Regions from separate parts of the Mus musculus genome. Here regions 1 and 3 are each linked to region 2. A link is a contact called in public Micro-C and promoter capture Hi-C data. All regions are on one chromosome and are shown on one strand. Each heading gives the region's core, a stretch centred on a gene start, on an enhancer-like site or on the middle of the called end of the contact. The rest is flanking DNA. Distances are from core to core; before and after follow the strand shown.

Evidence for each region. Promoter capture Hi-C pulls out the DNA fragments that hold promoters and counts their contacts. A called contact is a pair of places that touch in the nucleus more often than the background predicts.
Region 1: a Micro-C map of embryonic stem cells shows a contact between it and region 2, with 13 times the contacts expected there. The contact joins the promoter of Cox20 here to the promoter of Zbtb18 in region 2. A contact is called at or near these places in 2 of 39 promoter capture datasets (erythroid cells and liver), 3 of 484 Hi-C or Micro-C datasets (embryonic stem cells, erythroblasts and uterus) and 1 of 115 datasets of contacts at active chromatin or transcription factors (astrocytes).
Region 3: a promoter capture Hi-C map of embryonic stem cells shows a contact between it and region 2, with 3 times the contacts expected there. The contact joins the enhancer-like site here to the promoter of Zbtb18 in region 2. A contact is called at or near these places in 13 of 39 promoter capture datasets (the 3T3-L1 cell line, 3T3-L1-derived adipocytes, the C10 cell line and 8 more), 1 of 484 Hi-C or Micro-C datasets (adipose-derived mesenchymal stem cells), 4 of 115 datasets of contacts at active chromatin or transcription factors (the 230-238 cell line, astrocytes, large pre-B cells and 1 more) and 2 of 9 other capture datasets (adipose tissue and macrophages).

The regions. Positions count from the first base shown.
Region 1 is chr1:178,317,353-178,321,340 of GRCm38.p6, forward strand. Cox20 (cytochrome c oxidase assembly protein 20) reads left to right here and starts at 1,801. Exons shown (of 4, transcript NM_025511.2): 1 at 1,801-1,856. The coding sequence starts at 1,818. It also overlaps a transcript of Hnrnpu not described here.
Region 2 is chr1:177,440,364-177,444,531 of GRCm38.p6, forward strand. It overlaps Zbtb18 (zinc finger and BTB domain containing 18), which reads left to right and starts at 1,988. Exons shown (of 2, transcript NM_001355099.1): 1 at 1,988-2,232.
Region 3 is chr1:176,722,319-176,726,238 of GRCm38.p6, forward strand. No RefSeq gene overlaps it. Among named protein-coding and RNA genes, the nearest start is that of Gm26104, 24 kb to the left of the region's middle. Within about 2 kb of position 2,248, at least 28 of the 459 cell types and tissues checked have an H3K27ac peak or open chromatin away from gene starts, as enhancers often do. A contact at or near this core is called in embryonic stem cells, liver and trophoblast stem cells, where this site is marked.

The DNA.
Region 1 (3,988 bases), core at 551-3,050, 880 kb after region 2:
CCTTGTGACTGTCCTTCTGGAATGTATAAACAGAACACTAACTTCCACCAATCCCAAAGACTGAGAATGTCATCAGATGAAATCTAAGGCCAATAGCCAGAGACATTCCATAAACTGAAGTGTCTTATCTCTTTTGTTACCATATAAAACTCATAAGACTGTAACACTTTTATGTTGAATATGGTTTGGGGGCAGTTTGAATCCTGTCCTTGGGTCATGATCATTTACATTTTACTACAGAATAAACTCTATTCTCTTCAAAGTCGTTTTCTTTCATCCACACCTTCAGGGAGAAGGAGAAGGGTGAGCTTGTTACTTTTCATTATTAACTGTTAAAAGACAAAACTGAAAAATATTCTATTTTCGTTAAATTAAGAAACTTTATCGAATCCATGACATTTTTCAAACAAGTGAAATGGACTCCAACTCAGTATACTCTAGCAACGTCTCAGTCACAAGTAAAACGGTAACGCCATTTCCTCGGTATTTTTCCCGTTACGTCCTTTATACCGCAATTAGGAATGCAAAAGAATTCCTCTCTCCTTTATGGAATATTACAACCTTAAATATTACCTTCCAGACAAAAATTCAAAGCCTGGCTAGCCAAGAATTTCAGTAGAGTATCCCAAACTGTCAAGATAACAGTTCCTTTTCTAGTCCTAGTAATATTAGAGCATTATACACTTTGTAACTGTTCAGCTTCCTTAAAAACAAAAAACAACTTACTACGCATAAAGAGAAATATAAATCACTTTTACCCCCTGGGATTGGCGAAAAGCAGTTAATGAGCATGAAGAATAAGACAGTAAGCAGTCCGCATGGTAATTAAGATGAGACCCTCCCAGCTAACACTGACGGGCAAGTAGCGTGCAGCACGTTACATGAAAGGCGGCATGACTCTGCACAATGACAGGCCGGGACATTTTCCGGGGAAGGGCCGTTTGGAACGGAAGAGGCCAAATCGGGAAATAGGTAAACAAAGAAAGGCAAAAGGCCGGGGCCAGGACATTAACCCGAAAACGGAGTCGCCATCGCCTGCTGAACTGGCTGACACTTGGACCCAAACGACCCACGGTCTGGGTTTCTACCCGCTATGTCACCGTCGCGTCACCCACGGCCTCCCTCCCGAAGGAAGGCACTTGCCGCCTGACGCATGCCCCCTAGGTAGCGGCCGCCTCCATTTTGTCCTGAGTCTCCTCCACGCGAGCGGCGCGCTATTTTTAACCTAAATCTGCGGGCCGGAGGGGGAGGGGCGTGGGCCTGGCGGGCGCTGGAAGGCCGCCGCGAGGGACCGAGGCGGGGGTGCGGGAGGTTGTCAAGGTCACCAAAGCTAGGACAAAGGACAAGCTGGGAACGAGGCCCGCGGAAACAGCGCCAGGCGACTTCCGGCAGTGCGGGGGCCGTCAAACCCGGACTCCCGCCCTCTAAGAGGACAAAGCGGCGCGCGACGCGCGGCCCCGGCTCCGCCCTCAGCGCCCAGCACGGGGACGCGCACAACGGTTGAAATGGCGGTTAAGGCGGAGGAGGGGCTGAGGGAAGCGAGTTTCTCGGTGCTCCTTGACTCGGGCCACCCTGCCTGCGAGACAGGAACCGGTGGCGCTTCTCTAGGTTGCCACCACTCGCGTTCCTCATGGTCGGTTGCGGGTTGGAAAACAGTGTGGCCGGTTCCATGGAACAAAGGAGTGTGCCAGGGCGGGCTTCCGGACAGCCCCAGGAACGCTCCCTAAGATGGCCGCCGCCGCGCGGGGATGGGGTGGGCGGAGCCCGTGTTGCTCCCGTCGCGGGCCTGGGCGGGGCGATGGAGAGGACTGGTGCCCATGGCGGCCGCCCCGGAGCCCCACGAGACGGAGAAAAAGGTAATGTTCGCCATGGGGCAAGGGGGGGTGGGGGGAGGTGTGCAGTGCGCAGGCCGCGACCCGGTTTCCTAGACCCATCCCATAGCCGCGAGGTATATCAGCGATCTAGTCCTCATATCCCGGATATATCTAAATTGCCAGTTAAACTAGTGAAGAGCAGGCCTGCAGGGTCAGAAAACGGAGACTAATCCAAAACTAGCATTGGATTTGGTAGAAAGGGCTAATAAAGGGGAAATGAAAACTCTGGAGAGCTGGGCGTGATGGTGCATGCCAGTAATCTCCACTTTGAGGGCTGAGGCAGGGGTGAGTTCTGGGCCAGCAAGTGAATCAGTCCTTTTCCTTGCACAACACAGGAGCGCACACTCACAGGTAAGGTATAGATTTGTTAGTTCAATGTGAGAACTGCAGTTTGACCTCTTATTAAAAAAGACGAAATCTCCACTCTGCATGAAGCCGACATCCTACTGGGGTAACGGGACAGTCGAATTTCATCCATTTAAGCCAGCCGGGATAAAACTGCAGTTTGGCCATGAACTGCTAGGCCTGATAGAATGGCTACAGGAAGGTGTCCCAAGTGGAGACTAATTAAGCCATGGTCAAGTGTCTAAAGATGTCTTTTGTTAAACAACTAAAACACTACCTATCAAATGAAAACTTGCTAGCACAAGTAAGGTCAAATGTAGTGTTTGCTTCATAGCTCATCTAGACTTGCTGAAATTGAACAGTGGGTTTGACAAAAAGACTCTGCTCTGAAAAATAAAGCCATGAAGGCTTGGGATGGGCACACCTTTTAACCAGGCACTTAGGAGGCAGTGAGTTCCAGGATAGCCAGGGCTACAAAGTAAACCTAAAACCTGTCTCAGAAAAGATTTTGGAAGCAAGAGAAACTACTTGAAAATACTTTGATACTTTGGTCGGTTTGCAAAACCGACTAAGACCAAATAAGCAGATGAATAGTCTCACAAACAGGGAGTCGAATAAATGGTATTCAGCTGATAACAGGTCACAAATGTTAAATCCGTAAAAGGAGGGGACACTGCTACTGGAACGTTGCTACTGCCAAATCCCCAGGCCAGTGGAACAGCAAGCCAATTACTGTAAATGTTTTCTCAAGATTCCCGGTGAGATGGAATCTAAGTGTATCTTTGCCTAAACAGTGGCCATGAGCGTGTGGGTACTCAAGTAAAATCAGGAGCATCTAGTTAATATAGTCTTGCAAGGCAACAGAAAAATGGTAGTATTAGGACTTAAGATGTGGAAGCAAGCGCAATCCTCAGAAGGTAAAGGTGCTTATTTACCACCTCTGTTCAAGTCTCTGGAGCTCTTGTGGCAGCCCAAGTCAGACACCCACAGATATAACTTACAGAATTTAAAATCCTTTCAAATTTAAAATCCTTTCAAATGAAAGGATTACAAAGCAGTCCTTTGGGGGGGGAGACTGGTTGAGTACAATACAAAACTGGCTTTTAGGACCACTGATGAGCTTGCCACAGGAAGCTTGAAAGATTTAATGCCAACCAGGTCTCCTTTTGCAATGACACACTTAATGGAAAAGGATGGACAGTCAACTTGAATCCTAGTTTTCTCTTGAACTGGAGTTATGAAACCACCATGTAGGTGATAGGATAAGCAAGGAATCTCTCACAAGAAACCCAATTTTAAGCTATCTGAACTAGGCAAGAATACAGGTGGTAGGTACATAGGTACAACTGGTTTCACTAACGCTACCAGAATGTCTCCATGTTCATCATGTACTGGATGCTAGTTGGCATAGGAGTAATTTCCAGAGATGGTGTGAACTCCCCAGTAGACCTGTAGTTTCTTATTTGAGAGTTTGATGATGAGAACAGCCCACAATGATTGATTGGGTGTATGATTAAAAACAAGAGAAGCAAGTCATCAGTGAAAGAACAATTTTACTTTAATGAAAGCCAGGTTACACACGTTCAGGCAGATCCTTGAGCTAAGGGGAGTGCAGCTCTACCCTATCTTTAACCGAACCTAACATGTCTTTTACTCCATTCCCCACCAGTGTTACGTTTCATCTCTTATGCAGTCATCCTCTAGAAGCATTGAGTGGCATTGCAGAAAACATCTGTGCTTCCAGGGCTGGGGTACAAATAGAGAATGGC
Region 2 (4,168 bases), core at 738-3,237:
GAGGTTTGTTAACCCCTTATTGTTAGCTTTTAATTGGTGAAACATGGCTTTATAAATATAAACATCTTTTTCCTTTTATCCTCTTGAATTCTCCATGAAACATATAGATTTCTTTTTATGTTTCTTTCTTTTTCTTTCTTTTTTTTTTTTTTTTAAGTATTTCATTCATCTAGAATACTGGTAGGCACATGAGGTGGCTCAAGCCTTTAATCCCAGCCCTTGGGAGGCAGAGGCTGGCAGATCTGTGTGAGTTCAAGGCCAGCTTAGTCTACATGTGAGTTCCAGAACAGTAAGGACCATCTAATGCAGAGACCCTGTCTCAAACAGCCAAATCAAACTACAACAAACACCACCTGTAAACTCCCAAAATGTCTAAACAAATTGAGAGTGGGTCTTTCTTCTGGGAAGCACGGGGGGGGGGGGGGTAAGAAATTCGGGTTGAATCTGAGGATGCCCCTGAGGCCCGCCCTCCCCCCCCCGCCCTCCCCCCCCCCCCCCGCCCCCATCCATCATGAGGATTTAAGAGATTTGAGGAAAGAGTAGAAACCATTACTGTTTCCAACAGAATATCAAAGTTTTGGGAACTTGGCGTAGTATGTGTGTTCATTAGCAATTCAATATGTCTGATTTGCCCACACAATTACTTTCAACTTCTTTACTAGTTTGTCCTGGAAGAAAGAGAAAGCAGATTTTGCTCAGCTGCAAGGTTTCCTGGTGAGTTGGTTAGCAACCAGGCTTGCCAGTCAGCGTTCACATAGCAAACAGTAAACACATTTCATTTAGACAATTACTAGTGTGTTGACTTCCTCGCTATGCACTTTTCTTATTGTCTTGAATCATTCTCTCCCCTGCTTGTTACTCAACTTTTTACTTGTGTGTTATTCTTGCCTTCCATTATCTTGAGGGCAGAAATTTTCTACATTTCCTCTTTGCTGGTTAGGCACAAAGAACAGGTAAGGAAGAAGTTTATCTGAAGGGAGAGAGGTGCAACACAAAATAAGGTCTCTCCCTTCCTTACAAAGCCGTGGCTCCTTACGCACCAATTAAGGAACAGACTAAAGCGTCTACAAGTATCAATCTCACTGGAAAGGTCTAAGACTGGTCTCGGGGCAGTGTCTTTGCTTGTCACGGAGAGTACAGACGGGACGCGGGGATCGTGAAAAGAAACGCAGCTGCAACTTGAACAGAGGACGCCGGGGAAAGGCGCCTCTCACAGCCGCTAGGAGCTTGTAGCTCGCATGCACCTGGCGACCGACTCGGCAGGCCGGAGGCGGCGCGTCCCTGAGGAGAACGGGGCCTGGGCGAGCACCGCAGGAGGGCCAGACCCAGCGGCCCCAGGCTGGCCCTGGCCAGCTGCGGCCCCGCGCGCTCGGCCTCCCCGGGACACCTGCCCCGAGAAAAAGTATACTTATGGCCGTCGCGGTGCACGCGGACTCGCTCGCTCCACACCCCCAGAGCGCGCTTGTCTCCAGCCGGGAAGCAGGCCCCTCCCCGCGCAGCTGTCGCCGCCGCCTGCGGGCTCCTTTCACTTTCTCACGGCCAAGTCACCCAGAGGGGAGCCACTGCCGCCGCTACTGCCGCCGCCGCCGCCGCCGCGGTCCGCGAGCTCCGCCCCTCCCCGAGAAGACCACGCCCACCCAACAGTCGCCGTCTGCGATTGGCGCGCGCAAGCGGCAGCTCCTGACCGCCACTCCTATTGGTCGAGCTGCCCCGTCAGTCCCGCCGCTTCTCCGCCCTCCCGGAACACCGCGCTTCTACTGGGCGCCACCGAGGCCGGGGGCGGGCCAGAGACCGGGGCCCGCCGCTTTCGCTCAATCGCTGAGCGGCCGGCAAGGGGCGGCCCGGTCGGGCGGGGCCACATCTGGGCCGCGCCGCCGCGTGCGTGCGTGTGCGTCGTCCGCCCCCCGCCCGCGCCCCGCCCGCCCCGCCCCCCGGCCCGGCGCCGCGCTCGCCCGCCCGCCCGCCCGCTCCCGCCCGTGCGTCTGGCAGGCTGCGGCCGCCGCTGGGCTGCTGCCATGGGGAGCCGTTGAAAGAGTGGGGCCCTGTGGCTCGGCCGCGCGCCTCAGGCTGCCAGCGCGGGCGGGGGGCGGCGGGGGCGCGCGGGGCCCGGGCCGGGGCCGGCGGGCGGGCGGGGGCCGGCGGAGGACGCCCACAAGTCCAGCGGCGGCGGCGGCGGCAGAGGAGGAGGAGGAGGAGGACGCGGCGGGGACGCGGCGACTCGGGCCGCTCCGTGTGAGTCCCCGCGCCCGCCCTGCCCCGCTGCCGACCGTGGGCTCCCGCCGGGCGGAGTTAGTTAGTGTGGCGGAGGGCAGGCGGTGCGGGCTCGCCTCGCCTCGCCTGGCCGCGCTCCCCGGCCGGTGCAGCTGCGGCGCGGGGCGGACTCGGTGCAGCTGCGGCGGCGCCTCCCGGTGCGGAGGGCGGGCGGGCGGGCGGGGGAGGGGGCCGGGCCGCCGCAGCTGCAGCGCCCGGGACGGCCGCGGCTCCGGGGCCGGTGCAGCTGCAGGGCCGGGGGAGGGGGAGGGCGCGGCGCCCGGGTTGCGGTTGCCGGGAGGCCCCGGGGGCTGGCGCGCGGCGGCGGCGACGGGGGAGCGGTCGCCGCGCCGCTTCTTGCGACTTTTCTTTTGTTGTTGCCGCGACCGGGGTCTGTTTTCTCGGCCGTTGTGGAAGGTGCTTTCCTGCTGCACCGGCTCTCTGCCCTGCACCTTCTTCCCCGTGGTTTCACCCTTCCTCTTTCCCTGAAGTGCTTTATGCACCGCGAACTGCGGGAAGATTTGCATCTCCTCTCCCACCCCTGAACCTCACACACACACCCGGGGCACCCTGCCCCCACCTCTGAAAAACAAACCCCCTAACCTCACAGAACCTCCGAGGGTCCGCGGTAGCGGTGGACGGGTCGATCCGTGGAGTGGATGTCTTCGGGCCATTGCGGTGCTTGGGACTCATTAAACTGTCACTCACCCCCACCACCACCCCACTGGGTAAACTGGGTGATTAATGTCGGATATAGTGGAATGGGGCGAGGGCATCTGTGGAAAAGAGGGTGTGTGTGTGGCAGGGAAGTAATGTGTCTATCTGCACAGAGTGCCTCCCGAACGAGTTCAGAATTGTGTCATTCACCGCGAAGTTAGAGAAAGTTAGGTTTGTGACTCGTGAGCGAGAGCAGAACACAGTTGGGGTTTTGTTCTCTAGCTCCCTGCCTCTGTTTTCTAAGCGAGCCTAAGTGGTTGTCGCCTGGGTTGGGACGCTTGTGCCTCAGGCCCCAACTTCTTTTTTCTACTCTCCAACCTCCCAAGGGTCGGTGGAGATGTGTCTGATATTCATAGATGTCGCAGCACCTTGCAGGGCACCCAGCGACCCAGCCCCGGTTACATTAACATTACATCAGCCATTAGAAAAGATCCACAAACTGTAGCCAAAAAAAGTTCCCAAAGTCTACACTTGGCCTCCCAACCCTCCTGGTGATCACAACCCCTTTCCCCAAAGTTATAGAGACCAAGGGCAAGACAAAAGTGACTTTTCTGAGCAGGAAGACAAGCTGTGTGGTCAAACAACCATTCTAAGTGACTGTAGCAGGTTTTGTCAGTTTATTAATTTGCCTCATTGAACTAAAATACTTTCCAGTATTTCAGAAGTGCAGTTTGAGTTTGTTGATGCTGAAAGTGGAAATTTGCACTAACGGTGGCAGTGTGAACTATTTTCCTGAGAGGTAGATCCAGATAAATTGCTTAGGTAAGAGTAAAACAATAAGGTGAACCACGCTGAAGTAATAGTTCTTAATAAGTCTGCCAACATTTCGGAGATGTCTGCCATTATCTCCGCAGGGGAAGGGGGAAAAACATGCTGTAATAATGTTGAAATGGGACTAGAGATGTCAAATGGGTTGGTTTAAAAATATCCCTAAGCTGCCTTTGAAACTAGACGTTGGAGTTGAATAAAAGTGAATGTGGGTTTCCTGAATAGCACCGAGCTCGAGTGTGCTGTCATATGTAAGCCAGTCCACCAACTTGAGGCAGAAGTGTTGCGATTCCATAAATACAGTAGGACTCCATATGCTGAGCTTTTCAATTTCTTCTGTTAGAAAGTTTGGGGGGAAAAAGGAAGACTTTGAAGTATTTTGTTTATACTAACAGAAGAGAAAAGTTCTCCTAAGAAAAAGCTGGTGGCAGGA
Region 3 (3,920 bases), core at 998-3,497, 720 kb before region 2:
AAGAAGAGGAGGGGGAGGAGGAAGAGGAAGAGGAGGGGGAGGAGGAAGAGGAGGGGGAGGAGGAAGAGGAGGGGGGAGGAGGAGGAGGAGGAGGAGGAGGAGTAACTGAGACCCAACTTCCATCTGTCAGTAATAAATGACTTGCTGCCTTGGAATAGACCCGGGTAAAGCAGAATCAAATGCCATCCTAGAAATGTCAACAGTCACAGTACAATAGGCAGGTTTACAATGCACATCAAAACCGATTAGAATTATTGAGGTGCATTCCAGGTTACAGAGCCGCTGGCTGGTGTGAAGATCAATAAATAATTCTGGCACATGGTGAATTTAAATTACATCGCCATTTGTAACTTGGTGTTCATATGCTGATCAGATGCCAGCTACTTGATGTGGTTATAGTTTTTCCTTGCCTGTCTTAAAAGGATTAGACACTATCCCAGGAGCACCAAAGAGTATTCTGAAGAGACTTAAGAAAAAATGAGATTCAAGTCTGACCTGCATGCTTAGAAACCACTTTCAGATGTGGAGTAGACCTTGGCCTTCCTTAGCTTTGTGAAGCAACTTCTCTCTTTTGTCACTGCCTCCTCTGGGAATTTGCCTTATCTAGAGGGCAGTTAACATTAACTATCACTGAAGTCAGTGCAATTAGAGGACAAATAGTGGGGCCTCTAAAGTGACATTATTCCAAGTAAACTGAATCCCAAAGAATTAGCCTACTGTTTGGATTTTTAATTTTCCCAATGGCTCATGTAATAAAGGTTAATTCTCAGCATCTCACTGTTGGCAGATTGTGGCAGATCCGAGTGTGAAGTCTTTATATCACTGGGAATGTATCCTCAAAGGCTGTGGGGCTCCCTCTCTTTTGTTTCCTGGATATGAAGTAACTGGTCCTGTTCTCACCTTTTTGTCTTGGTGTGTGACCAACCGACTGCAAGAGCAAAAGCTACAGGACCGACCAGACCTGGGTTAGAATCTCAAAGCTATGTACCTAAATAAACCTTTCCTCTACTTGAATTTATTAGTGTCCTGGGTACTTTGTTTGAGTGACAGATAGTTAACTAGAACAAGTTTCATAAAAAAAAAAAAGCCAAGTATGATAGATCAAATGACAGTTTTAATTCAATCAGGAAGGTTATCATTTAGAGGACTCCTATAAAAAATACTTTTGTAAAGCTGAAAATTCGCCTGTAGTATGTGTGTTAAGTATACATTACACTAAGTACAAATTAAATAAGAATGCTCAGAACATGGTTTTGGATGCAGAATTAATTTGGATTTGCTCCAATGCTTGTTGATAGCTCGGTCATATCTCTGAATAGTCAGTCTCCATATTCTCCCAGTGCAGGCAACTGACAACTGAATTCTCTCAGCACCTGCTTCATGCCTTGAACTTTTTGTTTGTCGAATGGATGAACATCTTGAGGGTACATTAAACAATATAAAAGCAATTTATATTGTTTAATACATAAGCCAAGGGATGTATGCCTTTCTTTGGTACCAAGAGGCAATTTTAAATGAAAATATGCATCAGCTTTTGAAAAGGTTTAACCATGTTTAAGAATGACGGGTCTTCTGGTGGTAAGTGACATTACCCTGAATTTTCTAGGACAGCTAACATTTATCCCATACATTGTCAGAGAGACCAGCACACTGTGTAGAACAGAGAGAGAAGAGAAACACAGGCAGTGGCCAGCCTACTCAGGAACTGTCAACAGTATTAGTCAAGGGCTAGATCAGAACCTCATTATTGTGAAACCTGCCGGAGAAAACAGAAACAAGAACACAATCCACGACTTTGGATACATTTGGAGCACCTGTTATGGGCCAGCCCATAAATCATTCACAATCTATGTCCTGTTGAGGCTCACATTCCAGTCAAGAAAAGAAGCAAAGGCATAGCTGATCAAGGTGAAGCCTCCTGAGATAATCTGCATAACAATGCCAGGACTTGGGAGGGAAAGGGAAGCTTATCCCAGAGAGCAGAACTGGAGAAGCTCGGATTAGGAAGCAGTCATTGCGTAGACCTTGCTGTCTCTACTGTCCCTAGGGTCCTTTTACCATGTTTGTAACCCATTCTTGCTTGCACGTTTCTACTTCTTGTGTTCCATGTGTCTGACTTTTTGGAACACTGTCCTCAGTTGGCAGGAGCTGCATGTTTGGCCAGCAAATGTCATAAGGGGAGGACCTGGAGGCTTATGTGCCCCACCCTCACCACTGGCAGCTCTTAAGCAACAACTAACTAGGAAGAAGAGCTCAGAGTCCAGATGCTCGCCCCAGGGTTGGGGCAACCGAGTCCCCTGCCCCATGAGGGTGACTCAGCTTCTGAGCCACCTTTTGCTGGGTCCCTTTCCTTTCCCTCTCCCAGTTCCTTCCAAAAGGGCAACATAAACCCCATTTCTCTCCATTTAAGGACCAGGCCTGATTTCAAAAAGGGCCCTAAGGCACTAGCTTCAGGAATAGGCCATAGGTCTCAGAAACTAAGTCATAAGACACCAGCTCTAGGAACAGACCATAAAATCCAGAACAAGATCATAAAACCCAAAGAACTGCCTGGGGATAACCACAAAAATGAGGAAACATCTCAGAATGCACTGGGTGGTCCTATTTCATCGCATGGTTAAATGTTCAAGACTGGAATGCGGACCACACCTGTGACTCCCTAGCAACCATCAATGAAATTTCAGATTACCTAATCTTTCTAGACAGTTCCACCAGTTCCCTAAAGAAGGCCTGCGTGCTTTTGCCTGGGGTCGCCATTTTAGAGAATGACTAACTCCACTCGGGCGCGCACACAGGCACGCAGGCACGCACGCGCGCGCGCGCGCGCGCACGCACGCACACACACACACACACACACACACACACACACACACACACACACGCACGCACGTGCGCACGCTGGTTTCTGCAGAATAAATGCTCTTGGTCTTTGCATGCTATCTGAGTCTGGGGTCTTCCCTCGGCGACTTTCTGACCTTACAGTCCCCTGTTCATTGGTTTCTCACAAACACAGTTCTAACCTACAAGTATGCTTCCAGGCCACTGGGCTGGAATGCATGGATACATTTTTTTCTTGTTACTTCTCTCCCGCACCCTACCCCCTTTGCCCCCCAGGAGAAGATGGTGTTCTAGTAATAATAAAGAATGGGCATCAAAGTTCAAAGCCAGGTGGCCTGTGGCCTGGGCTGAGCTGGGGATTTAGATAGGACAAGAATGATAAGCAGGGGACTGGGGGATATAGTTCAGATGGTCAACTGCTTTCTTAGCAAGGTCTCAGTTCAGTCCGCAGTGCTGTTAAACTGGTCATGACTGCACACAGCTATGATGCCAGTACTGGGAGAAGCAAGGTTAGGAAGCAAGTCTGTGAGAAACCAGTGAACAAAGGAACTAGGCAAGGGAGAGGAAAGGGGCCCGGCTAAAGAGAGAGGGTCTTGAATTCAAGGTCATCTCCAGCTACACACTGTGAATGTGGGTGCAGTGAAACCAGCAGACTAGACCACGCTGTGGGAAGAAGGGAAGGTTTATGGAGGACCGAACTGCCAGGCTGTCTCTTAAAGGCAGAGAGAACAGCAAATGGCATGAAAAACCTTGCCAGTTTTAAGGGGACAGGTAGCAGTGTGTGTGGGGTCCGGGGATATGCAGGTTAGAACAGCCTGATTGGGGCGGGGGGCTTTGATTTGTTGCAGGCTTGTTTTCATTAACCAGGGACCAATGACCTCTTGAAGCAGTTGGCTAAGGAGGGGTTGGGAGGAGGACTAGGCAAGTATTGGCTTTTCCCGACAAACAGAAAACTACTTCCAAGACTTCTGAGAGTTTAGGATTTTTGTTTACCCCCTAACAATCCTTCGTTTATCCAGTCAGAGGCAGGCTGAGCTGAGCCCAGGTTGTCATTTAGGACATTGTCAGTGGCACCGCCATTT